Regions from separate parts of the Mus musculus genome. Here all the other regions are linked to region 1. A link is a contact called in public HiChIP or PLAC-seq and promoter capture Hi-C data. All regions are on one chromosome and are shown on one strand. Each heading gives the region's core, a stretch centred on a gene start, on an enhancer-like site or on the middle of the called end of the contact. The rest is flanking DNA. Distances are from core to core; before and after follow the strand shown.

Region 1 (3,392 bases), core at 185-2,684:
GGATGGGGATTGCCTTACTAAAGAGGCAGGTTTCAGCAACATAATTGAACTAACTTAAAGAGGCCAGCAAAGGATGCTGAGCAGAAACCTTGGCGTTTCTGAGAATCTCAGACTTGGAGCAGCCCTGACTGAGATTTTAATGTAGAGTGCAAACAACATAAAATAGTGTGACAAATGTCTTGGGCTTCAGGAGTGGCCCAGAATCCAGATCCCTTGGTCCAATCCACCTACAAGAAGCTCCTGTAGCCCTGCGCTGTGGGCTGTAGATCAATGGCTGGGAATCCTGCACCTTAGCCAGGCGTGGGGCTCCTGATCATTCCATTTCCATCACCAAAGGCAGACCAACTTTCTAGTTCCTTTTGGTGCCTGCCCATCCTCTCCACAGTATCTATGAAATGCTCGGCTTTATTTTCGGTGAGATACCTTGTCTACCCAGGATAGCTCCAAACTAAACCTGTGGGCTGAGGTCTCCACAATGACAATAAACTAAAGTTTATGTCTGCCCCCAGGGCGGATTTCTTTAGTGCAGGCTCTAAAGAAAACACCAGCATTCCGGGTGTGCTTTCTTTCACCAGGAAAATCATAAACGTAAATTTCTAAGGGCAAATGAGGGAAGCTGCAAGTGGGCGGGGTTCCGATTAGGCTTCCAGGAGCAAGGCTCCTTTTTAATGGGAAGCAGCTACAGTCACGCAAAGCTGGTAAAGTCCTTCCCAGATGTTTTTCCTAAGAACCCTCAGCTTCTGCATCGCCTTGTGAAGGTCGCTATCCTTTCCTCCAAAAGGCACACAGTATTCTAATTAGCCAGGTGAGTAACTTGGTCTAGGGAGCTAGCCTGAATATTCAAATCCTCCTTCCTACACAGAATTGCAGTTTGAGCCTCTGGGTTGGGGAGTTTGAAGCAGGATTTCACACAGTCCTCTTGTCTCAGTCTCACGATTGCTGGACATACAAGAGTGAGCCACTATGCTGTCTCAAAACCCACTTAGCTTTATCTTTGTTTTATGCAAACCTTGTCACTTTGTATTGACGAGTCAGTTACAAAGTGCTGGGAATCGCTTCCCTTGGCCACCCTTCGTACAACTGAACGATCAAGACTCTAAGACAATAATTGGTTCATCTGTCTTGGCCTCTCCTCAGTCCCACAAAATTGACTGGCCAATTAGGTTCAGTCTTCTACAGTAATAAAGGGATATAAATGGCAAGGTTTTCTCCAAAAATCTCTCATCTTCTGGCACAAGGATTAGTACAAATCAAAAGGAAGGGCCAGGCGTCCCATCATGGACCTGCTGTTCCCCAAGGCACCTCTACCCTCAGAAACAGCGCTCACAGCACGTGTGCGCCACTCGCGCCCCGGCCGCCCCACCAGTCCCGGCGTGCTGCGCGTGGCACACGTGACCCGCCCCCTGCTATTGGCCCGGAGTGGGGAGGGGCGTGGCCGCTGTGGCGCGAGTCAGCCGTAGCTTCCCTCCACTGCAGCCTGTCGTGGGAGCATCGCTGGGCTACCGGTGGCGGCAGCGTGCGGGTCGGAAGCTCAGCCTGGGGACCGCGCACGCGCCAGAAGCAGTGCGGGATAGCGGAGACCGCGGCAGGTGTGCTGGGGCATCCTCACGTGATCCGGGGGGCTGGGGCGGGGCCTTAGAAGCCACACCTCCTTCAGGGTCCCGTACCCCCACCCCCAGGGTGAAAGGTGGGTAGACCAACCAGAACCTCTGAAGGGTCCACCTGGGAAGACCTCCTCCCAAAATGCAGGGCACATCCAAAATGAGTGGAAATTGGGGAAACTGCCTCTCCTTTGGGGTGGAAATTACCATGACAATAAGGGAGTCTGACACCCTAGGAAAGTGGACTATGGAGATGAGCTGGGGATTCAGAATTCCTGTGGGCCCTTGATCCTACCTGAAAGAGATGGAGACGGGATAGATGAGCCCCTAGGTCCCGGGGTTCAGTACTAGCCCCGCTCCAGATCCCTGGGAGGCTCAAGCGCCTGGTTTCTCGTTCCTCGGGAAAGCCGGCTGTCACCAGCTGCCAGCCACGAGGTGCGAGGCCTCTCCTCTACTGTGCTGCAGGATGGGTCCCTCGGGGCTGCTGGTGGCCCTAGCCTTGCACCTGGCAGTGTGTTCCCGTCCGCACCGGGACTACTGCGTCCTGGGCGCCGGTCCTGCGGGCCTGCAGATGGCCGCCTTCCTGCATCGAGCCGGCAGGGACTACGAGGTATTCGAACGCGAGTCCGCACCTGGCAGCTTCTTCACTCGCTACCCGCGCCACCGCAAGCTCATCAGCATCAACAAGCGGCACACGGGCAAGGCCAACGCCGAGTTCAACCTCCGCCACGACTGGAACTCGCTGCTCAGCGACGACCCACACCTGCTCTTCAGACACTACTCGCAGGCTTACTTCCCCGACGCCAGCGACATGGTGCGCTACCTGGGTGACTTCGCGCGGCGCCTGGGGCTCCATGTGTTATACAACACAAACATCACCCATGTGACCCTGGACAAGGATCCACAAGCCTGGAACGGCCATTACTTCATTCTGACGGACCAGAAGGGCCAGGTTTACCAGTGCAGGTAAGGAGCCTCAGGACACAGCCGAATTGGCCTCGAGATTGGAGAGAATGAGAAAGGGGCTACTTCTTGCTCCCAATGGGGTTCAGTGCCAAGCAAAACTTTTTTAAGGTGCGTCCTTACAAAGCTGTGGCTGAGTATGTTTGGGGAAATCTAGCAATTTATCGTACAGGATTTGCCAGGCTCTATTGCCTTCGCCATGGTCCTGTGGTGTTGAATACTGCCTGTGAGCTTAGCTTATAGCCAGCAACCCATGCAGGCAGGTCCAGCCTTTTGACACTACTACACTACATATTCTTTCTTTCACTACTACTCTTTCTTTCTCTCTCTCTCTCTCTCTCTCCCTCCCTCCCTCCCTCCCTCCCTCCCTCCCTCCCTCTTTCTTTCTTTCTTTCTTTCTTTCTTTCTTTCTTTCTTTCTTCCTTTTTCCAAGACAGGGTTTCTCTGTGTAGCCCTGGCTGTCCTGGAACTCATTCTGTAGACCAGGCTGTCCTCGAATTCAGAAATCCACCTGCCTCTGCCTCCCAAGTGCTGGGATTAAAGACATGTGCCACCACTGCCCGGCACCTTTTTATATTTTCATTCACAGGCTTCAAGTTCTAAAACCATGCAACCAAGTTGTGAAACACACATATACACAAATCTCATATTTTAAGTAAGTTTGCAAGTTATACTGGGCCATAATCATAGCTATCCTGGATCCCATGTGGCCCAGAGGCCACGGGTTGGACACATCTGATAGTTTTCTAAAATAAGTGTCCCTAAAACCCATGCTGAGACAAGCAGAGTGAAGTGTCCGGGCAACGTTAGACACTAGCCAGTAGGATT
Region 2 (3,455 bases), core at 504-3,003, 1.4 Mb after region 1:
TAACTGCCGAGCCATCTCACCAGCCCTGTCTGCACACTTTTTTTTTTTTCAAGACAGGGTTTCTCTGTGTAGCCCTGGCTGTCCTGGAACTCTATAGACCAGGTTGACCTCGAACTCAGAAATTTGCCTGCCTCTGCCTCCTGAGTGCTGGGATTAAAGGCGTGTGCCACCACTCACGTTAAATTTCAACAGTGAAGCTGTCTGCATATCGCAATCATCCATTCCAGCCTTTCCTCCTTGAATCAGGCCCTGGAACTCTGACATCGGTGCCATCTCTTTGGCACAGGTCTCCATAGAACCATCCTTCCTGATGGCTCTGGTCATCCTCTGGTCTCTTCACTCCCATGGCCTCTTGGAGGCTGACAGCTGTAAGGCTGAATGTCAATGAATAGCTGTCTCCAAGGAGGACTTTCATTCTCTTGGATGGTGTGGATTCATCTCTGGCTTTAGTGGCAGCCTAGGCCTCAACCTTCCACTTTTAGTTTTTGGTTTCAAACTGGAAGCTGGTGTAGCCAACGTGCTAGCCCAGGAGAATGTGGAAGCCTCGTATTCACTTAACAGAGGAAGGAGCGGGAAAGGCATGGCAGAGCTCACACGACTTACCTTCACTTCAGGCTCCCAAAGAGACTTTTTCTTTCACTCTGCCTCCTTTTGGGGTCACTATTCACAAAGACCTAGCCCTTGCCTTGCCAAGGACCAGATGAAAGACTGGGCCAGCAACAAAGGAATGCTCGGAGACACTGACCAGGTTGGCTCTGATCCACAAAAGTCCAAGCCTGGGTTCGCTTTTCTCTGCATATGTACAAAGACACCACCGGCAGGGCAGCCCAGATTGCTCATCATGAGATGTGTCGTGAAGAAAGTGTGACCTGAGGGAAGGAGTCAGTGGATACTACAGAAGTGGAGGGAGCTTAATAGGAAGACTAGTAGCATCCTGTAGGAGAGGCTACCAACCTTGTCCTATAGAGGTGCTTCTTAGGCCTGCTATTCCCCAGAAGAGAAAGCCACTATTCTCCTTGGTCCTTTATAGTGTTTCTGAAGGAAATTAGGTGCTTCCTCAGGTCTAGAATGTATGCACGGCGGTGTCTAAATCAGGCACGTTGCTTGTCGGGCCCTCGACAGCACTGTGGGGCGGTAGAGGAAGAGGCCATGGTGACTGGTGAGTTGCTTCTTTTAACTAACTGGGCAGTTGCACACATTTGCTGTAATGCGAAGCTGGGTATTTCTCCAGTTTGATCCTTTGACAGGCTATGTGCTCCAAGGTACATTTAAACTGGTTCCTGCCTAGCAGCTAGGGATCTTTCGGAGAACGATGCTGCCAGAGCAGATAAGTCTGTCGGTTGTGCGCTCAAAAATGGATTTGGAACCGCAAGACGTCAGCGCAGTTTCATAAATGACCTACACTCAAACCGCTGCTGGGGATGACGAAAGGATGTTTTTACATAAGTGGGACAAGAGGCAAGCAAGAGGTCAGAGGAAGTGCGTAGCTGCCAGGGAGCCAGGAGCCGGGGCAGTTCTCCTCCCGCTTGCTCCTCGCAGTGAGACAGCACCTCGGACCTCTTCCACCGAAGTTCACAGCCAAGCTGCACACTAGTTGCTTCTGCCAGCCTGTGACTGCAATTCCCAGAGTGCTATACGTCACCAGCTCCCGGTGCCTTCAACTCCCAGGAGGCTCCGCGCTCTGCTCCCGCGACTCCCAGCGTGCTCCGCGTCTTCGATTAGGCTCCGCCTCCGCTCGGCCTCGGACTACAAATGGACTCTCCAGTTGACGCCACAGCCAGTCAGCTGCTCCGCAGCATCGCAGCCTCAGCGTCGCAGAGGTAGTCGTGCGCTGCGCCGGCTACGGAGGCCGGCAGGGGGCGGCGGCGGAGGCCGTTGCTCAGGGTCCAGAGGCGGGGCCGCGGGCTCCAAGCGCTGAGAGCCGGCGGAGCACGACTGGGCCGCGACGAGGTGCGGGCCGAAGCCATGGGCGACCGCGGAGGCGCGGGAAGCTCTCGGCGTCGGAGGACCGGCTCGCGGGTTTCCGTCCAGGGTGGTAGTGGGCCCAAGGTAGAAGAGGACGAGGTGCGAGACGCGGCTGTGAGCCCCGACTTGGGCGCCGGGGGTGACGCGCCGGCTCCGGCTCCGGCTCCAGCCCATACCCGGGACAAAGACGGGCGGACCAGCGTGGGCGACGGCTACTGGGATCTGAGGTAGCGGAGTGCCTGATCCCCTTACATCTGACCTCTCCAGTGACGCTCCTAGTTCTTAAAAGTTGGCCACAGCTTTGCGAGTTACGCGGCCGGGGCTCCCCTGGGGCTGTACTGGGACACGGGCTTTGGGGAGAGGGTCACTTGCCAAGGTCACCCAGGTGTGGTCGTGTAGCCGACCAGGGAGTCTGGGTAGAGGAGTGGGCAGCAGCCCCCTTTCCATATTGCTTAGGAAAGTAAGCACACCTTGAGGCAGAGTCCCTTGAGGTCCTTTCTGAGGAGTGGGTAGCAGGAAATGTGAGCCCCGGGGGGGTGGGGGGTGGAGATGAATGGGCTTTCTTCAGTGGAAGGAGGCTGATGTTTTCCAGGGAGGGTTATGATGAAGAGTTACCTTTGCAAAAACTACGAGGGGTGTCCTGTGGGTAGAGAAGGCTGCTAGAGGCTCCAGAGGACACACGCCTGTTTGAGGCGATGGGTATGGGCGTTTGCTCGGGGCAGAGGACAGTACAGGAAGCTTTCTAGTACTAACAGGCTGCATGGCTTATTCACCCCTCTTCCAGCAAGTAGGAGGGCCTGAAGGAAGCCCAGCTTATGTTACCAGAATGACTTCGGGCTATAGGGGCAGAGCTGACTACTAAGTGAGACTTTCATCCCGTGGTTGGAGTACCGGAGAGAGGTTTGGTATGAACACACCTATGGGAGAGGCCCTGCTTAGCTGAAGAAATGGAGACTGTCTCCTACAAAGCCGGCCCTGAGACTCTTTTTGGTGATCATCATGGGACCCTTTAGTAGCTCTGGGTTAGGAAGTACCTGAGGGGCTTGGAGGAAGTGGCTATCTAGGGTGGCAAAGTCTGGTTCTCTTTGTATCAACAATCTTTTTCTAGTGGGCACGGTGCCCCCCACGCCCCAGCTGCCCTAGGGTGTTCACAGTTCACCCAGGAGATAAGATAACTTCAGTGTGAGGCAGGTATGGCATATTATGAACAAAGGTCAGGTAAGGAGGCCTTGGAGGCAAGAGTGGGGGAGGAGGTTGGCCCTCCTTAGAGGGATCATGATTTTCTGTAAATCAAAGCTGGTCTTGAGAGAGGCTGGCCTCCCATTTTCCACCTGAAAAGATGTTGTGTGTGTGCGCTCTCTCTCAAACAAACACACAAACAGGGTTTCTCTGTGTAGCCCTGGTTGTCCTGGAACTAGTTCTGTAGATCAGGCTAGCCTCAAACAGCTCCACCTGTGTCTGTCTCCCAAGTGGTGGGATTAAAGGTGCCC
Region 3 (3,623 bases), core at 555-3,054, 1.3 Mb after region 1:
CAAGACAGGGTTTCTCTGTATAGCCCTGGCTGTCCTGGAACTCACTTTGTAGACCAGGCTGGCCTTAGACTCAGAAATCTGCCTGCCTCTGCCTCCCAAATGCTGGGACTAAAGGCGTGTGCCACCACTGCCCAGCTTGTTTTGTTTTCAAGCAGGGTTTTTCTGTATATGCCTGGCTGTCCTGGAACTCATTGTGTAGATCAAAATGTCCTTGAACTCACAGAGATCTGCCCGCCTCTACCTCCTGAGTGCTGGGGCTAAGGGTGTGCACCACTGCCCAGCTGTTCCTTTAGCTTTTGGTTGTGGGATATCCTTTCTTCTGTGCAGCCTTCTCTTTTGGCTAGGAACAGTTTATTCCTTCTCAGTGAGAATCATCTTACTTACTTACAGGGGGAACCCATGGGTTAGTTCACCATAAAAACTCAACAGTGACCAGAGAGAACATATATCCAAACTTTGTAAGAGAACATATATCAAAACTTCTTTGGGGGCCACTGACTGACTGGCCTGGCAAACATTTTCCAACTCCACCTTTATAGACAGACCTCTGAAACAATGCACATTGCTTCTTTAAAGTGACATTTTTCAGATACACATGCACACCCCCTCACAGCCTAGGCAGCTCCTCGGGTATTCTTAAAATGATCATGAAGATTTGAACCTCCTTTTGGAGTGGCAAATTGTTTGTTGTTTTTTGAGACAGGGTGTCTCTGTGTAGTCCTGGCTGTTCTGGAGCTCTGTAAAGTTTCCTCTCTACCTGGAGAGGACTGAGATTAAAGGCGGATGCCACCAGGGCAGGCATGATTTGGACCTTTTGTTTTTGCGGGGTTTTCTGGGTCAGGAGGGTAGCAAATCATTGTTACTTGCAGAAAACCTTATTTCCTCATTCCTGTCCACCAGTCAGTGATCCAAGTTCCGCTTAAGGGGTGCTTGCTCTCTCAACCTGCCCCCCTCCCTCCTTCCTTGCCTTATCTACTAATAAGCTAGCTTGTCCCGTTACACCAACGCACTCTCCACCTTATAAGTGTGCCTGATGGCCTGGCCTGCCACTGCCTTGCCCAGCTGAGATTTGAGGGTGGCAGCCTTTCCCCCTGGAGGATAAAAACTGAGCACAGGGGAGTCCCTGGGTTTTTCCTGTATCTCACCCCCTCTTCCCAACACAATGGTATTTCTGGCAGCTGTGCGCTTCATCCAGTTCCCTGACAACCTTGAGCCTACTGGGATCTCTGACTTGATCAAGGCCTGGCATTCACTAGCCTCCAGAGATCCGAGGGCCCACAGTATACAGATATATTGAGTCCTTTTTATGATGGGACAAGCCAAAATGTAGGCTCCGAGGTACAACATAAGCACTATGCCTCCTGTGGGTGTGTAAGTTAAACCTACCTCCTCCTCACCCCCACAGGCTGCTCTATTCAAGGGCCGCTGAACTCTGACCTCTGGGACAAGATCTTCGTGCAGTTGCAGGAGTTGCAACTGTGCACCAAAGACCTGAGCACCAAAGACCGAGACTCGGTGTGTCAGAGACTGCCAGAGGGTGCGTGCACAATGGACCAAAGTTCCAAGCTCTTCTTTAAATGCCTCTGATCCTAGTCCTGCCGTTTCCTCCAGAAGAAAAAGAAAAACCTTAATAAACTATGCTGCTATCTCATTTGTGTCAGCTCTCTGCGAAAAGGGTGGGCGATGTGAGCTGTAAAAGCCTTGACAGGCGGAGCTACTCCAGAGCGCAAGCTCAGGCAAAAAAAGCCGAGTGCCGATCAATGGATTTGGCTTGCTATGTGCGTAGGCTCAAGGTTAGAGGATGAGTGCCGAGCTGCCGATCGGGTTTCCCGGCAGGCGCAGGCGGAAAAAGCGAGCACCGAGCTTCTGTCGCCATCTCCGGGACTCCAAACGCCCCAGGTACACAGCGGCGGTGGCCGGGTCCCCTCTTCATAGGAACCCTTTGGTCTAGGTGTCCCGGTCCCGTCTCCTCTGGGGCTCAGCGGCCCTTGCCGCGCGGCCAGTGTCTCAGTAGGTGATGGGCGCTGTCAAGTGGCATTGCTGGTCCACAGTTCAGGTTCCCCTGTCTGTGAGGGTACCCACCTTTCTTCTGCGACTCCGCCGGCTATTCCTAGCTCCTGCGACCTCGGTAGCTCTCGCTGCTCCTCAAGCCACTCCATCTCAGTTTGACCATCTTCCTTGAACATTTGTTTTCACCCCATTTCAAATCCTGAGGCGTGTCTGGGCTGGCTTCCTTATTAGACAGGACCTATCCTGGGCCTTGCCTCCGCCACTTTGCCGCATCAACCAATAAGCTTGCCCTTATTCATTTCTCCAGTATCTCCCACAGATTAGGGTAAAACCTACCTCCACACTTTCCCTCACACACAGAAAGCCCCGGACACCTAGTCTCAGTTCATTTCCACTGAAAGATGTTGCAACAATGCCCTTCCCCTGTGCCCAAGATGCTGCCCCAGTTCTAACAGCTACTCTTCCCTACCCTAACCCAGCTAACAGGCAGGACTCCCATGGCACTCGATGTTCATCCTCAAAGCCTGACATGACATTCCCCCATGACAGTCCTTTAGCATCCTGTGCCGTTCCTGTAGAGAGCAGGAAAGCTGTTCACAACGCTCTGATCTCCAGAGCCCAGTTCTTAAGGTGTAAGGGGACCCTTGAGTTAGTGTTGGCTCTGCTTTCCAGGTCTCTTGTGCTGTATAGCTGCCTGGGCCTGCAGGATGTTCCACGGGATCCCAGCTACTCCTGGTGTTGGAGGTGAGTGTAGGCTAAACTGGGAGGAAGGGGAGGAGCCAAGGCTTTCCCTGTTGCAGGGGCTGTTGGGAAAGGACCACACTGCTACGTCCATCCCGTAGTCATTAGGCCCTGGGTAATGACTAGGGCCAGAATTATTTCTGGTGGGAATCTGAGGGCCCCTGCAATACCCTGCTGGGGAGCGAGAATATACTCCAATGTGGTCAGAACCTCTGGCATCCTGAGCAACTCTGGGTCTCCAACTGCATGTGTGAAGCATCTGACAGGCTTTTATTTGTACCAAGTTGTGGTTCTGTGTACAAACTACAGTCATGTTGGCGGGGGAAGAGAGCTAAACCTAGCAATCTGTATGTAGCCTCTTAGAGGCCATATTGGTAGGAGGTGAGGCTGGAGCCCCTATTCTGTGCTTCCCTTTGAGCTCTGTGATACATGGCATGGGAGACACCTTCTTGGGACGTAACTGAAGTGGGCCTGTCCTGGGGTCACCCTTGTCAGCTCCTCCTTGCTCTGTTGCAGCCCCTGGGAACAAGCCGGAGCTGTATGAGGTAGGTAGCAGATCCTCACCTGGCCACTGCAAACACCATGTGGCTGTCACTGGTTCTATAACCACGCCTGGAGATGCTGACTGACTCTTGCCTGCTTTTCCAACAGGAAGTAAAGCTCTACAAGAATGCTCGGGAGCGGGAGAAGTAAGTCTAAGCTGCCACGCACACATGCACATGCACACATACGCACACATGCACACTTGCACCCATCCAGCCTCCATGGCTGGCCCAGCAGTCTACCAAACCCACCACCACACCAATGGTTGGGGAGAACATGGCGTCGCGCTAGGAAGATGGTCCCTGAGGAATATGTACCAGGGATGGAGT
Region 4 (3,415 bases), core at 622-3,121, 1.0 Mb after region 1:
TTGTTCTTTCAAGCAATTTTGGACCCATGTAGAGAGAGACATGCCTGACTCTCCCCAGAGAGCTCAACTGTATCAATGATGTATATATCCATACCCTCCAAAATATTTTTAGCCCCCCCCCCTTCCCTCATGTCTCGTGGACATCCGTGGCCTCTCTATATTGTGACTGCTTTAAAACTAGCTGCCTCGGGGACTGGTGAGATGGCTCAGTGGTTACGAGATCTGACACTCTCTTCTGGTGTGTCTGAAGACAGCTACAGTGTACTTATATATAATAAATAATAAATCTTTAAAAAAAAAAAAAACAGCCAGGCACTTGGGAGGCAGAGGCAGGTGGATTTCTGAGTTCGAGGTCAGCCTGGTCTACAAAGTGAGTTCCAGGACAGCCAGTGATATACAGAGAAATCCTGTCTCGAAAAAACAAAAACAAAAAAACCTGGCCCCCTCTGGGGCACACACACTTTAAAAATCCAAGAACAAAAACCTGGAGGCTCCATCACCCTGATCCACAAGAGCTGTTCTTGCTCCCTATCTCCCAGACATTTCCTCCTCCAGCCCCATGCTTTGTGTGTAGCCTCAGCTGTCCTGGAATTTGTTCTATAGACCAGGCTGGCCCCAAACTCACAGAGATTGGCCCTCTGACTCTGCCTCTGCCTCCTCTGCCTCTGCCAGTATTTTGTAACAGAAGACACGTAACCACTACAATTAGAGAAATAAAAATTGAAGCCATAACGGAGGGTAGGATCGAGTGCTACTGAGATACTATATGCTTATACTAGAGTCCCTGACTTTAATTTCCAGCAGAGAATATGTGTGCATACAGGGCCACTAAGGGTCAGTCTGAGGAGCTGCGCACCACGGTATTTTGTTGTTTTATCTTTTGAAAGGGCTTCTCAACAGGTCAGAACCTGAAGCTTGCCAGTGACTCTAGACTGGCTGGCCAGAGAGCCCTACACAGCTCGGCCTTGTTCCGCCTCCCCTGTGCTGGGGTTCTAAGCAAGCACTATTACACCCAGCCTTTTCACATGGATACGAGTGATTAAACTCAGCCTCGTGCACGTTTGTCAAACACCCAGTCTGTTGTACATTCCTCTAGCCCTGGAATAACTCAATTTTTTTTAAAGATTTATTTCATGTATGTGAGTACACTGTAGTTGTCTTCAGACACACCAGCAGAGGGCATCAGATCCCATTACAGATGGTTGTGAGCCACCATGAGGTTGCTGGGAATTGAACTCAGGACCTCTAGAAGAGCAGTTAATGCTCTTAACCGCTGAGCCTCTCTCCAGCCCCGAATAACTAAATTTCTAAAAGCCTGCTTACACCAAGTGTGGGCAAATACAAACAACAATTGGAACTGTCATACACTGCTAGTCTAGGGAATGTGTTGATGAGGACACAAGACAGACTGGCCGTCCCTTAAGAAGTTGAACACACACTACACTGTAAACTAAACCCAAGCAGCCCGAGTCAGCCTGATGGGTCTCGAGACCAGTGGTCCAGGCTGCCTGGCCACCAGGGAAATCGCTAGAGGGCAAGCACAGATCTTGGCGGAAGTGACCGAAGGCCCTCGGGAGAAGAGGGGCGGCAGGGAGGGGGCGAGGCCGGGAGGCACTCGGATTTGTAGGGACTGCGGCCGCCGCTTCCGCTACAGCCTCAAAGAGCAGGCGCGGTCCGGGTCAGCACGCGGTCTCTCTAGGCACAGCGGAGGCCTACGCTCTCGGTGGCCCCGGGGCGCAGGGCATCAAGTCCTGCAAGAAGAGCTGGAGGCGGACGGCCATCCGATCCTCCCGCGTCCCGGTCCGGGACTTGGGGTGGGGGTTGGGGGTGGGGACCTAGGGGCGGGGTCCCCTGAGATTGACGACTGCGCAGACGGGGCGGGACGGCCCCTTTGTCTTAGGGAGCCGAAGCTGCCGCCACAGGGCGAGAGGTTGCGGCAGATGGTGAGTGGCGCTCTGTCGGCTGCGCGGGACCCTCTCCTTCATCCGCACCCAAAGCTCCGCGCCCTCGCGTATGCCAGCCCTTCCCCCCGATGGATGGCTGCGGCCGGGCTGCTGACCCAGGCTGCACCCTCCGGTCCCTCGAACCCTCCAGGCCCCTCCCCGGGACCCTTCGCGGTGGCTCCCGCTAGCCCGGTCCGGAGTTCAGACGGTTCTGATGTGCATACGGTTTCCTACTGGTTGGTTAATTTGGTTTGGCTTGGGCAGTGGATGAGGTTTTGTCTGGTGAAATAACCGCGTCCCAGACTGCCCTGGAAGTCCTGGGTTCGCACGATCCTCTCCCATAACCCGGACTACAGTCAGGGCCACCATACAGCATTTTAAGTCCCATGCATCCTCAGCAGCGAAGGACATTTCTTGTCAAACTGAAGGTGCTCCGCTCTGCTCCCCATTAGCCCAGCTTCTTCTTGGATTTGTTTTATTTTTCTGCTGTTGCTCTCTTGTTACTTTGCAAAGGCCCCTTTTAATGGATGACAACTTCTCTAACGTGGCATTTTCTTGTTTAATTTTTTTATATGTATTTATGTGCTTTGCCTGCGTGTGTATCTGTACTGTATATCATGTGCATGCCTGGTGCCAACGGAGGCCAGAAGAGGGCATCGGGTTCCCTGGAATTGGCTGTGAGCCGCCATGTGGGTGCTGGGAATCAAGTGTGGGTCCTAGACGGGGGAAAAAAACGTGTGCTCTTAACCGCTGAGCCATCCCTCCAGCCTCCACATGTATGGCTCAGTTAGACACCTGAATCTGGATGTGCTGATGAGTGCTGCCATCCCCATCTCTGCCGCTTAGTAGCTTACTTGGTGAGTTCCAGGCCAGTAAGAGACCGTATTTCCCCGCCCCCGCCCCCCCCCCCCCCAATGGTGAAAGGTTTCTAAGGAATAACACCTAAGGTTGTCTGCTGGCCTCTATGTGCTTGCTGATGTGTAGGTACGCACGCACACACAGGAAAATTGTATACAATAATAGCTCCCTTGTATGTGGGCGATGAAGTATGGGCACAGCTGTATTCTCTAAGGCCAGAGAAGGACATTGGATGTCATGCCCACTGGCCCATCTCCCCAGCCCACAGTAGTTCTTTTAAATGTTACTCTGCCTAGCATCCTGACATAGTGAATGCATAGTGACACTAGAAGCAGTTTCCTGTGGAGCTCTCTAGAATGATTGGAATCAGGCACTCCTACTAATGCGTGTGGACATTCCTGTCACTAACATAAAAGGAAGGTTCCCCTGAGCTCCACTATAGAGATACTTAAAGCTGGGTGGACATTAGTTCTGATATTTTGCACACTGGGGATTTCCTTGTAGGGGACACAGAGAAGTGGAATGGGACTAACAGGTTAGAGCTAATAAGCCACCTTACCACCATATAGGTGACCAGTCCCTGGGGCTTTCTTGCCATACAGATGTTTCAATTT
Region 5 (3,514 bases), core at 607-3,106, 1.1 Mb after region 1:
TAAGGACACACACCAACATCCCTATAATATGGTATACCTCAAACAGGTATGGTATACCTCCAGCAGGACTGGATCCTTTTGGCTCTTAAACCTTATGAGAAAAGAAGGGACTTAATCCAAAGGAGTGACCTTATGCCCCTCCCCACTGAACAGACACAGCTAAACTCTGGTCTGGGCGGACATTTATTCACCCCCTCAGGGACCAGCCTGGCCAGAGCCACAGTAAGGGTCAAAGCTAGGTATGCGATCAGGCCCAGTGGAAAGGGTAGGATGTGGGGGCTTGACAGGAGTGGAGAGGGAATACAGGCAGCAGCCAGGCTCCCTACCATGAGATCTGGAGGGTGGGATCCGCTTGTCCTGAGTCAGACACCTGTGAGAAATCATAACGAGATCAGAGGTCAGAGGGGAGGAAGCTCCCCAGTTCCCAGGGTGACTGGAGGGGCTCTGTACCCCACTGCTTCTTTACCACCCAAGCCAGACGCACAGACACACCAGACTGGGCAAAGGCTGATATTTGAATATCAGCTCCTGAGCCTTCTTGTCTGTGTTGTGTGGGAGTAAGGGCTGGAGCCATGATGTACAGCTGCGGCAGGTGTGTGTGTGTGTGTGTTGTGTGTGTGTGTGTATAAAACACACCTTTAGTCTCTGAGTTCGAAGCCAGCCTAATCTACAGAATGAGTTCCAGGACAGTTAATGCTACTCAGAGAAATCCTGTCTCGATAAACCAAAAAATAAATGAATGAATGAATGAATAAATAAATAAATGGCTGCCATAGGCCACACATTCAACTGAACAACGAGGGAGACTTCATGGGACATCTAGTAGAAAGGACAACTAAGATCACATCAACAACAGTGCTGAAGTACGGGGGGACTAGTAAAGTGTTTAAATGAGAAACGCTGGTAAAGTTTAAAGGATGCCTTCCCCCAGGGACCTAGGCCAAGCTGGTGGCTGAGGTAGGAAACGCACTTCAGGATCTGAAAATGGGACCAAGTGAGCCAGTGTGTGAGCCAAAGGAGAGAAGATAAGGAAGAGTTAACTGGAGGCAGTAGCAGTCAGGTCCAGGAAAAAGAAAAAAAGGCCTTCAGAAGGAAAACAATCCCTGTTCACCTGTACCTAAATTCCAGAACGAGCTACAGCTGCCCTAAGTCACAAGGATGACGACAAAAAAGGATTCGAGAAGTCCCCTTCTGCTAAACCAAAGCCCTTGGGCCCCTCCTTGCACACACAAACACCCACCTTCAGGTCAAAATGGGAGAGAGGAAGCTACTTTCCCAGGTAGCTTTTGGCCCAGGTATCTGGCCACTGGCTAGACTGGCCAATTAGCAGTGAACACTAGAAAAGAATTCTCCTCTCAGACCCCAGCATTTGGACTACCAATGGGAAATCGCGGTCTCAGATACAGAAGAGCAAATCCTGAGATGCCTTCTGAGTCCGCAGGCGTGACCGACTCCAGGTCATTCAGGTGCAGAAATGAGAGAAGAGATAGTCCCAGAAAGTGATTACTCACGAGGAATGAGGGAGGTTGCACCCAGCCCCAGGCCTGGAGGGAAGCAGCCTTGCTCAGGTTCAACACTGGAGCCCGGGAGCAGGCTAGAAGAGCTGGGATGCTCGGCTATTCTACTCCGCTGGGATCACGTCTTCGGCCAGGCATTCACAACAGCACCGAGCCGCCCACGCCTTCCATCCTTTTGGGGAGTAAAAGCCAAGTGTCCCTTGCCCTAAAAACAAGGAAAGCGACTGCGCCTACTCACCTGCCCCGGCGCGTGGTGGATCCCAACAAGAGAGCCACCGGAAAGGGCTTTGCAAGCTTATCCCACTGTGCCCCACCCGGGCGACTTCCGCTCGCTGGCCAGCGCGCCCCGTTTGTTCTCTAACTCCGCCCCCCGCCAGGTTACAGGGGTGGGGGCGGGGCCAGAAGTTGTCACGGCCCATAAAGGGCTGGGCTAGAGACTGAGAGGCAGGGCCGGGAAGTGTGGCTGAAGGTCACCGAAGGCCAGGCACGACCAGGAGGCGGGGCCAGAGGATGCATTTCTGATGAGAAAGAGCCTACCCAACCACAGTCTCACTACCAACCCCAAAAAGCTTTACCAAAGGCTTTCCCTTACCAAAAATCCCTTTGGGTCCCTGAACCTTAATGATAAGAGTCTTGAGGAGAAGCCGGGTGTGGTGGCGCACACCTTTAATCCCAGCACTCAGGAGGCAGAGGCAGGTGGATTTATGGGTTCGAGGCCAGCCTGGTCTACAAAGTGAGTTCCAGGACAGCCAGGGCTACACAGAGAAACCCTGTCTCAAGAAACCAAAAAAAAAAAAAAAAAAAAAGCTGGGCGGTGGTGGCGTACGCCTTTAATCCCAGCACCTGGGAGGCAGAGGCAGGAGGATTTCTGAGTTTGAGGCCAGCCTGGTCTACAAAGTGAATTCCAGGACAGCCAGGGCTACACAGAGAAACCCTGTCTCGAAAAAACAAACAAACAAACAAAAAAAAGAGTCTTGAGGAGAAAGTACATCTTAACTTCTCAAGAATGCCAGCTACTAGCCGGGCAGTGGTGGCACATGCCTTTGATCCCAGCACTTGGGAGGGAGAGGCAAGCGGATTTCTGAGTTCGAGGCCAGCCTGGTCTACAGAGTGAGTTCCAGGACAGCCAGGGCTACACAGAGAAACCCTGTCTCGAAGAAAAAAAAAAAAAAAAAAGAATGCCAGCTACTGAATAAACCTGATTTTTTTCCTGTCAATTCTCCTTGCCCTAACATGTTCTTCAACTGTCAGAGAGCCTAGGCCTTTAGATTCTAGTAACAAGGAAACACTAGCATAGAGAGAGGGAGGTTGGCAGAACTAAGTGAAGGATGGAGTCACTGGTGATAAAGAAAATGTTTCAAGGAGGATAGAGGGCCTATTGTATCTGCACTACTGAGCGGGTGTGAGGGGAGAGGATATAGTCCTTGGAAAGTGGCAAAGAGGGAGCTATGAGAAAGGAGAGAGTGTGTATGCACATTCACATGCGTGTGTGTGTGTGTGTCTGTGCCTTGAGTGTGTGTATGTTTGTGGTTTGTGCATGTATGTGTAAATGTCTATGCTGTGTATGTGCTATTTGTGTGTGTGTGTGTGTGTGTGTGTGGTATATGTGTATGTGTCTGTGCCGTGTATGTGTGTATGTGTGTGGTATATGTGTATATGTGTGTGCCATGTGTGTATGTGTGTATAATATATGTGTATATGTGTGTGCCATGTATGTGTGTGTGTCTGTGTATGTGTGTATGTGGTGTATGTGTATATGTGTGTGCCGTATGTGTCTGTGTATATGTGTGCTGCCCCTTGATTTAAGTTTTTTTAATCTCCCATCTGAAGGCTTTTGGAGTCACATGATCATTATACTATGTCCAAAGTGAATGAAAAAAAAAAAAGGAAATAAAAAGAAAGGGACCTGTCTGCTCCTAAGGTACAGGTATGGTGGAGGAGAAAGCTTATTGTAGGGAGAGAGCACAGCCAGAGGCAGGAACATCTGGGGGAGTCCA
Region 6 (3,298 bases), core at 92-2,591, 1.1 Mb after region 1:
TAAAATGAACCAACTAAACTCAAGTGCAGGATCAGAATTCCTAGGTCACAGTGCACAAAAGTGTCAAGCGGTGTAATCTTTTTTTAACCTAATTTTATGTATACACAGGCATCTTTACCTACATGTCTGTATCCATACACATTTATACAGTGCCCAGAGACCAGAAAAGAATCAAATCCCCAGGACAGGAATCAGTTAGTTGTTTACGAAGTAGGTATTCTAGCACTCTACAACTAAATCCCCAGTTGCATTCTGTTAGTCTTCTCCCATGACCAAGAAAATAAGCAATGTGGTTCTATGGCCTAGGCCCAGCAGCTGGCAGTTCATATGCCGACCACCCGCGTCTTCAAGGCCCCACTGCCCTCCCGCACTCACCAACAACGGCTCTGTTGGCAGAGGAAATGACCTTCTTGGACCCCGAAGGCAGCTTCACTCGAGTCTTCTTGGTCTCTGGGTTGTGGGAGATGACTGTGGCGTAGTTCCCGGAGGCTCGGGCCAGCTTGCCCCTGTCCCCAGGTTTCTCCTCCAGACAACACACGATCGTACCCTCAGGCATGGTGCCCACGGGCAAAACATTGCCGATATTCAGCTGGGCTGTGGAGAGAGGGGGCAAAACGACTGTTAACGCTAAAAGCCATGCCAAACCCACACCGATCCCAACCCACGAAGCTCAGCTCAGCACCCAAAGTCCCGGGCCCAACCCTTCCTTCCTTCCCCGCCTGGAGGCTCACCCTTCTTGCCGCAGTACACGAACTGTCCAGTGTGGATCCCCTCCGCTGCGATGAACAGCTCTGTCCGCTTCTTGAATCGGTAGGGATCCCGAAAGACGACTTTGGCGAGGGGAGCGCCGCGGCCAGGGTCATGAATGATGTCCTACGGGTCAGGGTGGTGTATTGTATTCTAAGGCCTGCTCGAGACGCCCGGTTCCCCGCCTGCTTAACTCCCGCCGGTGCCCTCCTACCTTTACGATGCCTTTAATGTAGCCGTGTCGCTCCGCGAAGTCCACAGCACGTAGGCGCGCGGCGCCCTTACGGTGCTTCACGTGCGCACGGAAAACAGAACCCGCGCCTTTCCTCTGCCCTCGGATCACACGGCCCATGGCGGCGAGTCTGGAAATGGTTCGAGTTCAGCGTCCAAAAAAATCCCCAGCCTCCTGCCAGCCCCCAAGGCCGAAAGCAACGCCATCCCTCCCTTCTGATCCTGGACGAGTGGGCCAGGCCGCATGACAGACCGCCAAGTAGTTAACGGCGGCGGATGGCGGTGGATAATTTCAAAACCCGCAGCGGACAGAGCACAACTTACCTGCCGGCAAGCAAGGCCGAAAGAGGAAATAGACGGGTCAACGCAGCCTTATCTTCCGGGGCGGGGCCATAACTCCGCCCCTTCCCCAGCGCAATGCCTGTCGGGTCTTGTAGTCACATGCAGGTGTCCTGTGTGTCTACCAAATTGCTGAACCAAGGCAATTGCTGAAACTTGTCGTCCTGGGGAGAGGCAGACTCTGAAGAAACCGACTCAAGAGTCTTACGGAGGAAGGGCGGGAGAGAGGAGGCTTCAAGAGGTGGAAGGATTTGTCCAGGGCAACGCCACGCAGAATCTTGAGCTTCCGAGCTGGGCCCAGACGGAGGAGATTGGATGTGCAGACACTGGAAACCTAGTGCTTTGCCGAACTAGAAGATTGAAATTTGACTGGGTCAGGCGGAGTTCCAGGACAGCCTGGGCTAGAAAACAAGTTCCAGAACAAGCTAGGGCTACAAAGAAAACCCAGTCTGGGGTAGGGGGTTGGGGGTGGAGGGGAGGAAGGAGGTGAAGAAGAACAAGAAGATAATGATTGGGATTTAAGAAGGTCACCTGCGGAGTTCTCAAGATGTCTGGCAAAGAAGCCAAAAGTTAGTGGCCTCAGCAATTGGAAAGAGGGTGGGGGCAATGACCCTGGAGAGCTAAAGCGGGGAAGGAACGCAGCGATGCAGGGCGATAAAGTGGCACAGAGCCCCCCAAACAGAGGTTCTTCATCTGAGTGAAACCTAAGTAGTCAATGGCATAAACGTGTAGACTGAGAGGGAGGTAACTGAGGGTCAGGGTCCCAATTGGTAAGAGAGGTTTGTCAGAACTGGGAGATTTTACATGGCAGAGGCTAAAATTGACATATTGAGGAGGAAGGGACATGGGTTGGTGATCTGACACACTGAAAAGAAGAAGGGACAGGCCAGACGTGGTGGCACATGCCTTTAATCCCAGGGCTTGGGAGGCAGAGGCAGGTGGATTTCTGAGTTCGAGGCTAGCCTGGTCTACGGAGTGAGTTCCAGGACAGCCAGGGTTGTACAGAGAAACCCTGTCTCGAAAAAACAAACAAACAAACGAGGAAAGAACACCGAGTTATCGTCATGGCTCAAGTTCCACAGGATGCTGGTGCACAGGGTATTCCAGAAGGGTAGTGGAGCTTTGGGTGGCAGGGTTCCAGGACTTGCAGAGTGGTAAATCAAGCCACCCAGGGGCAGGGTAAGGAGTTGAGTCAGCCCAGAAGAGAACCAGAATGAAAGATGCCTATACAGAAAAGTCTGTGGGAGGATGCCTGCTAGTGCTTTGTCTTGTGAACCGTGCAGGGCATAGGGCCCTGCCAGCACTAGGGTATATCTCAGCCAACCGGCCCACAGGACAGTTTTGTGAGAGTCTGTAAATGTATGTGCAAGTTTTCAGCCCTGTCACACTCTTCCTATATAGGCATCTGCCACTGGGTTGTCCTTTCAGAAACAAAGACATCTTTAAAAAAAAAAATTGTTGTTTATTTTATATGATCTTCAGCCACACCAGAGGAGGGCATCCGATCTCATTGCAGATGGTTGTGAGCTACCATGTGGTTGCTGGGAATTGAACTCAGAACCTCTAGGTAAAGAGCAGTCAGTGCTCTTAACTGCTCAGCCATCTCTCCAGCCCTGAAAAAAGACACCTTATATATTTATTTATAGACAGGGTTTCTCTGTGTAAACCTGGCTGTCCTGGAACTCACTCTAGATCAGGAGGAACTCAAACTCAGAGATCCATCTGTCTCTTTTGAGTGCTGCCATTAAAGAGGAGCACCCCCACCATCAGGCAATTTTTTTTTTTAAGATTTATTTTATGAGTCTGGGTGTTTGGCCTGTACAACTGCACCAAGTATATGCCTGGTGCCCAGGAATGACAAAAGAAGTGATTGGAGCCCTTGAAAATGGAGTTACAAACAGCTATGAGCTGTTACGTGGCTGCTGGGAATCAAACCCAGGTCTTCTGCAAAAGCAACAAGGGCTCTTAACCACAGACTCAA
Region 7 (3,775 bases), core at 590-3,089, 1.6 Mb after region 1:
CGCCAACACTGGCAAAGGTGGGTCTGAAGCTGGCATTCAGGCCAAAGGGGCTTCAGGTGTGTGGGGCACCGTTGCCTCTTAGCTCTTGAGCGAGCTCCTGTTGCTCTTGCTGGTCGAGCTCCTGGAGCTGTTGTTCCACGTCTTCAGGTACCTGCACCTCCAGCAGGTTTTCCATGCCAGCCTCTGGCTCATCACCAATAAGCACCTGCAAGAAGAGGAGGCAGGTGAGCGGGCTCATAAGCCATTGGCACTTGCCTAGCCTTTCTGACCCCCCGCACTCACCTGGATAAGTTTTTCGCAAGCCATCCGCACATCGGGCTCTGGCTCCCAGCTGTGCAGCTCTCGAAGGATCAAGTAGGCACCCTGGTCCCGTACCTGCTTCCGACCAGGTGCCGTGGCTGTCAGCTAGGAAGATGGAAAAAGGTTACTCGGATGCCAATACGGACTTGTGGAGAGGCACTAACACCCCAGGCCCCTGCTCACCAGCATGACGGCTTCGATGAGCATCTTCCGGATGTCAGCGTCCGGCTCCCGTTGCTTGTCTGGTGACAAGTACTGCAGGTCAACAGGCAGCTCTAGGAGTGAGGGTGGGAGACTATTGGTCCCTGTGCTGAACACCCAAGCCCTGCTCTGCCTGGGTGAGCCTTGTGTGTGTCTGTAACGACCCCCTCCTTAAAGGCTGCCGGACTGAGGGACTCCAGACCTGCACACCTCTCCATCTCCCTCTTGTAGTCTTCCCTCTAGCACCAGACAGCCCTGAGGCAACCACCCAAGTCACTCACGGTCCATTTCTTCCTCGGAAAACTCTTCAGGCCCAGCCAAGGGCAGTAGCAAAAAGGGGAGAATGTCGACTTGGGCCCCAAGTAACCACTTGTGATGTCCTGGAGGTGCGGACAAGGAAGGAGATCAGAATAATGGTCCGTTGGGTTCCCTAGGGTCCAATCCCCACCTTGGCAATGGCACCACCCCCTCCTTGTCACTCACGATGCTCAAAACAGCAATTCCGAAGTGTTCCCACCACCCCGCCCCTGCGCACCGAAGAATCTGTGTACTGGGTAAGAGGCAGCAGCCGTTGGACCACGCACCTGTTGAAAGAAGATATTCACTGCTGTCCTTGTTCACTTCCACTTCCCCACCTTCCCGCCCGCGCAGGCGACTGGGTTTCACCTGTCTGGGTCCAGGAGAAAAGCACGCACCTCCGCCTGCTGGCTAAGGTTGGAGAGCAGCGGCCCCAGGTAATGCAGGGGTGCGGCCGCGTTGTAGCTCGGCGTGCACAGCGCGTTGACAAGTCGCTCCAGACCCAACCGCTCCGGCTCAGCGGCCATCAGCTTCTCCATTAACGCAGCACACGGAGCCGGCTCGCGACTCAGGTTGGCCAGCACTGCAGCCGCCTCTTCAGCCCAGGGCCACTGAGGGTCCAACACGCAGCGCAGCAGGCGGGCGGGCAGCTCCGGGTCAGCCGCCAGCAGCTGCCAGTGCACATTGGGATCAGCAGCCAAGTTCACGAGCGCGCGGGAGGCATCGCGGGAAGGAGCTGGGGCCGGGGCCACCGCAAGGTCGACCAAGGCCCGCAACAACTCTGGCTGTCCGGCCAACAGCGTGCGGCCCGAGCCCGCACCAGTCAGCGCCAGCACGTGCTGCGCCGCGGCCGCCTGCAGGTCGGCTCGCGCTCCGAGCACCAGGAAGGGCAGCAGTTCCACCGCCTCCGTGTCCGCGCCAGCCTCCTGCTCTAGCAACCCTCGCTCACCAGAGAACCCCGAACCTACTCCCGGTCCCCGCATGCCGCCAGCAGTCTCAGTCACTTCTCGTGCCGGGGCCACCGCCGGAAAAGCGGAAGTCGTTAAAACCCTTCCGAGGCTGAGAACCTGGCTGAAGGGGGCGGGGCCGGTTTCAGCGCGAGGCATTGTGGGCCACAGTATTAGGCACCCCTTAAGCTGGTGCAGATGCACCCTCCCCCCCTTCCCATCATCATCACCACCACCACCAGATCCTTGCAAGGACTTTTCCGGCTGCCTATTGCGTGTTTGCTTTGCCAGGAGTCAGAACCACGCGACCAGCACGCATAATTTGAAGCGAAGCTCGGCAGCCGGTGATCCTGGTGTCCAGAGTGTTTGCTGCCACCTTTTAAACCTGGTTTCAGACATCCAGGAACCGGAGGGTGCAGGACTCTGCGATGAAAAGGCAGCTTTGGATCAGTCTCTGACTTTGCAGAGGGGCTAAATTTTTTTTTCTAGTGCATTTGTTAGGTCCTCTTCAGTGACAGAAGTCTGAGTCAAGCAGGCTTGGGCAAAGGGAACTAATAAATGAATCTATAGTTTGCAGGTTTGGGGGCACCTGGTGACAGACGCCCCTGCCAGCTCTTTAGAGCACTGTTCGGTTTCTGTCTTCCATACCTCGCTGCGTTTCTTTGCTTCTCAGTGGCTCCATATTACCTTCCACCGGCACATTTGTTAGCACAGATGGGAGGACACTGGCCTTCTTAGCTACGTAATCCCTAGCAGAAGATAATTTCAGTACTAGGATCTGTTCTGGGAAAGTATCCCATTTGGTGCTTCTTGTGCCTGTATTAGCAATTAGCTGCCTGGGGTCCTTGCTCTCTCAAATTAGAAATCTTGAGTTAGGGGTTTTTCCAGGGCTGGTCCTTGTCAGGTTTTTGTAGGAGATAGCCAGGAACCGCCACGGTTCCAGATCCTATGCAACCTTAGATACTGACTGGGATCCTTCCGGCTACAATGGCAAAGTGGTTAGGTCTGTGTAGGGCCAACTGTCCAGATTTCCCAGCTGTTGACAGCAGCTAGTGAGTTTCTAAGAAAAGGCTCCCTTGCCTCTGTTTTGTTTTGTTTTGGAGACAGTGCTGGCTGTCCTGGAACTCACTCTGTAGACCAGGCTGGCCTCAAACTCAGAAATCCACCTGCCTCTGCCTCCCAAGTGGTAGGACCAAAGGCGTGCGCCACCACTGCCCGGCTCCTTATCTTTTTATAAACGTGTCACTGTCTAATCTCACAACTGAGGAGGCTGAGGCAGGAAGGTCAGTGTAAGTTTGAGGCCAGCCTGAGCTATAAAATGAGCTGGTCTCAAAAGATTTTTCTCTTAAACAAAGTTAACTTTGTTAACTTGACACAAAATAGTCACCTAGAAAGGGAAGCTCAGTGACTTTAAATTAAGTTGGCCTATGGGCACATCTGTGGGGGCTTAATTAGTGGAAAGACGTTGCCCCCACTGTGATTGTTACCATTCCCTATAGGAAAGGGGTTTTATAAGTGTGGAAAAAGCAAGCATACTGACATGTAGGAATCATTGCTGTCTTCTGTGAGTGGAATGTGACTAGCTGTGTTGAGGACTATTCCCCAAGCACAGCTGGAGCCATTTTGTCCCATGCCTGCCAACCACTTCATATTATATTCCTGGTACAGAAAATAGTTTGACTCAGAGCAGGATCAAGTTGACCACATATTTTGTTATAAGGTTTCTTCTTAAGAAACTCCACAACAGGGCTGGTGAGATGGCTCAATGGGTAAGAGCACCCAACTGCTCTTCCGAAGGTTAGGAGTTCAAATCCCAGCAACCACATGGTGGCTCACAACCATCCGTAATGAGATCTGACTCCCTCTTCTGGGGTGTCTGAGGACAGCTACAGTGTACTTACATATAATAAATAAATAAATAAATAAATCTTTAAAAAAACAAAAACAAACAACAAAAAAAAAACTCCACAACAGGGCTGGAGAGATGGCTCAGCAGTTAAAAGCACTGGTTGCTTGTCCAAAGGTCCTAA

What was found. Promoter capture Hi-C pulls out the DNA fragments that hold promoters and counts their contacts. HiChIP or PLAC-seq counts read pairs in DNA pulled down with a chosen protein or histone mark.
Region 2: a promoter capture Hi-C map of pre-B cells shows a contact between it and region 1, with 3 times the contacts expected there. The contact joins the promoter of Dgat1 here to the promoter of Foxred2 in region 1. A contact is called at or near these places in 2 of 39 promoter capture datasets (hippocampal neurons and pre-B cells).
Region 3: a contact with region 1 is called in a promoter capture Hi-C map of hippocampal neurons, with 4 times the contacts expected there. The contact joins the promoter of Vps28 here to the promoter of Foxred2 in region 1. A contact is called at or near these places in 1 of 39 promoter capture datasets (hippocampal neurons) and 1 of 115 datasets of contacts at active chromatin or transcription factors (pancreatic cancer cells).
Region 4: an HNF4G HiChIP or PLAC-seq map of pancreatic cancer cells shows a contact between it and region 1. The contact joins the promoter of Zfp647 here to the promoter of Foxred2 in region 1. A contact is called at or near these places in 2 of 115 datasets of contacts at active chromatin or transcription factors (forebrain and pancreatic cancer cells).
Region 5: a contact with region 1 is called in an HNF4G HiChIP or PLAC-seq map of pancreatic cancer cells. The contact joins the promoter of Zfp7 here to the promoter of Foxred2 in region 1. A contact is called at or near these places in 3 of 39 promoter capture datasets (cranial neural crest, hippocampal neurons and liver) and 1 of 115 datasets of contacts at active chromatin or transcription factors (pancreatic cancer cells).
Region 6: a promoter capture Hi-C map of embryonic stem cells shows a contact between it and region 1, with 4 times the contacts expected there. The contact joins the promoter of Rpl8 here to the promoter of Foxred2 in region 1. A contact is called at or near these places in 3 of 39 promoter capture datasets (cranial neural crest, embryonic stem cells and erythroid cells), 5 of 115 datasets of contacts at active chromatin or transcription factors (astrocytes, embryonic stem cells, large pre-B cells and 1 more) and 2 of 9 other capture datasets (embryonic stem cells and macrophages).
Region 7: a contact with region 1 is called in a promoter capture Hi-C map of second pharyngeal arch cranial neural crest. The contact joins the promoter of Hgh1 here to the promoter of Foxred2 in region 1. A contact is called at or near these places in 3 of 39 promoter capture datasets (cranial neural crest, liver and second pharyngeal arch cranial neural crest) and 2 of 9 other capture datasets (adipose tissue and liver).

Annotation. Positions count from the first base shown.
Region 1 is chr15:77,954,764-77,958,155 of GRCm38.p6, reverse strand. Foxred2 (FAD-dependent oxidoreductase domain containing 2) reads left to right here and starts at 1,434. Exons shown (of 9, transcript NM_001017983.2): 1 at 1,434-1,589; 2 at 2,067-2,567. The coding sequence starts at 2,068.
Region 2 is chr15:76,510,292-76,513,746 of GRCm38.p6, reverse strand. Dgat1 (diacylglycerol O-acyltransferase 1) reads left to right here and starts at 1,753. Exons shown (of 17, transcript NM_010046.3): 1 at 1,753-2,192. The coding sequence starts at 1,966.
Region 3 is chr15:76,624,265-76,627,887 of GRCm38.p6, reverse strand. It overlaps Vps28 (vacuolar protein sorting 28), which reads left to right and starts at 1,804. Exons shown (of 10, transcript NM_025842.4): 1 at 1,804-1,899; 2 at 2,683-2,754; 3 at 3,268-3,296; 4 at 3,403-3,440. The coding sequence starts at 2,718. It overlaps Tonsl (tonsoku-like, DNA repair protein), which reads left to right. Exons shown (of 26, transcript NM_183091.3): 26 at 1,406-1,651. The coding sequence ends at 1,587.
Region 4 is chr15:76,923,904-76,927,318 of GRCm38.p6, reverse strand. It overlaps Zfp647 (zinc finger protein 647), which reads left to right and starts at 1,871. Exons shown (of 5, transcript NM_172817.3): 1 at 1,871-1,943.
Region 5 is chr15:76,877,595-76,881,108 of GRCm38.p6, reverse strand. Zfp7 (zinc finger protein 7) reads right to left here and starts at 1,856. Exons shown (of 5, transcript NM_145916.3): 1 at 1,756-1,856; 2 at 327-370. The coding sequence starts at 329.
Region 6 is chr15:76,902,114-76,905,411 of GRCm38.p6, reverse strand. Rpl8 (ribosomal protein L8) reads right to left here and starts at 1,341. Exons shown (of 6, transcript NM_012053.2): 1 at 1,303-1,341; 2 at 962-1,109; 3 at 732-873; 4 at 376-594. The coding sequence starts at 1,099.
Region 7 is chr15:76,366,962-76,370,736 of GRCm38.p6, reverse strand. Hgh1 (HGH1 homolog) reads right to left here and starts at 1,839. Exons shown (of 6, transcript NM_021555.2): 1 at 1,168-1,839; 2 at 985-1,085; 3 at 783-881; 4 at 484-575; 5 at 283-405; 6 at 1-205. The coding sequence starts at 1,781. The coding sequence ends at 53.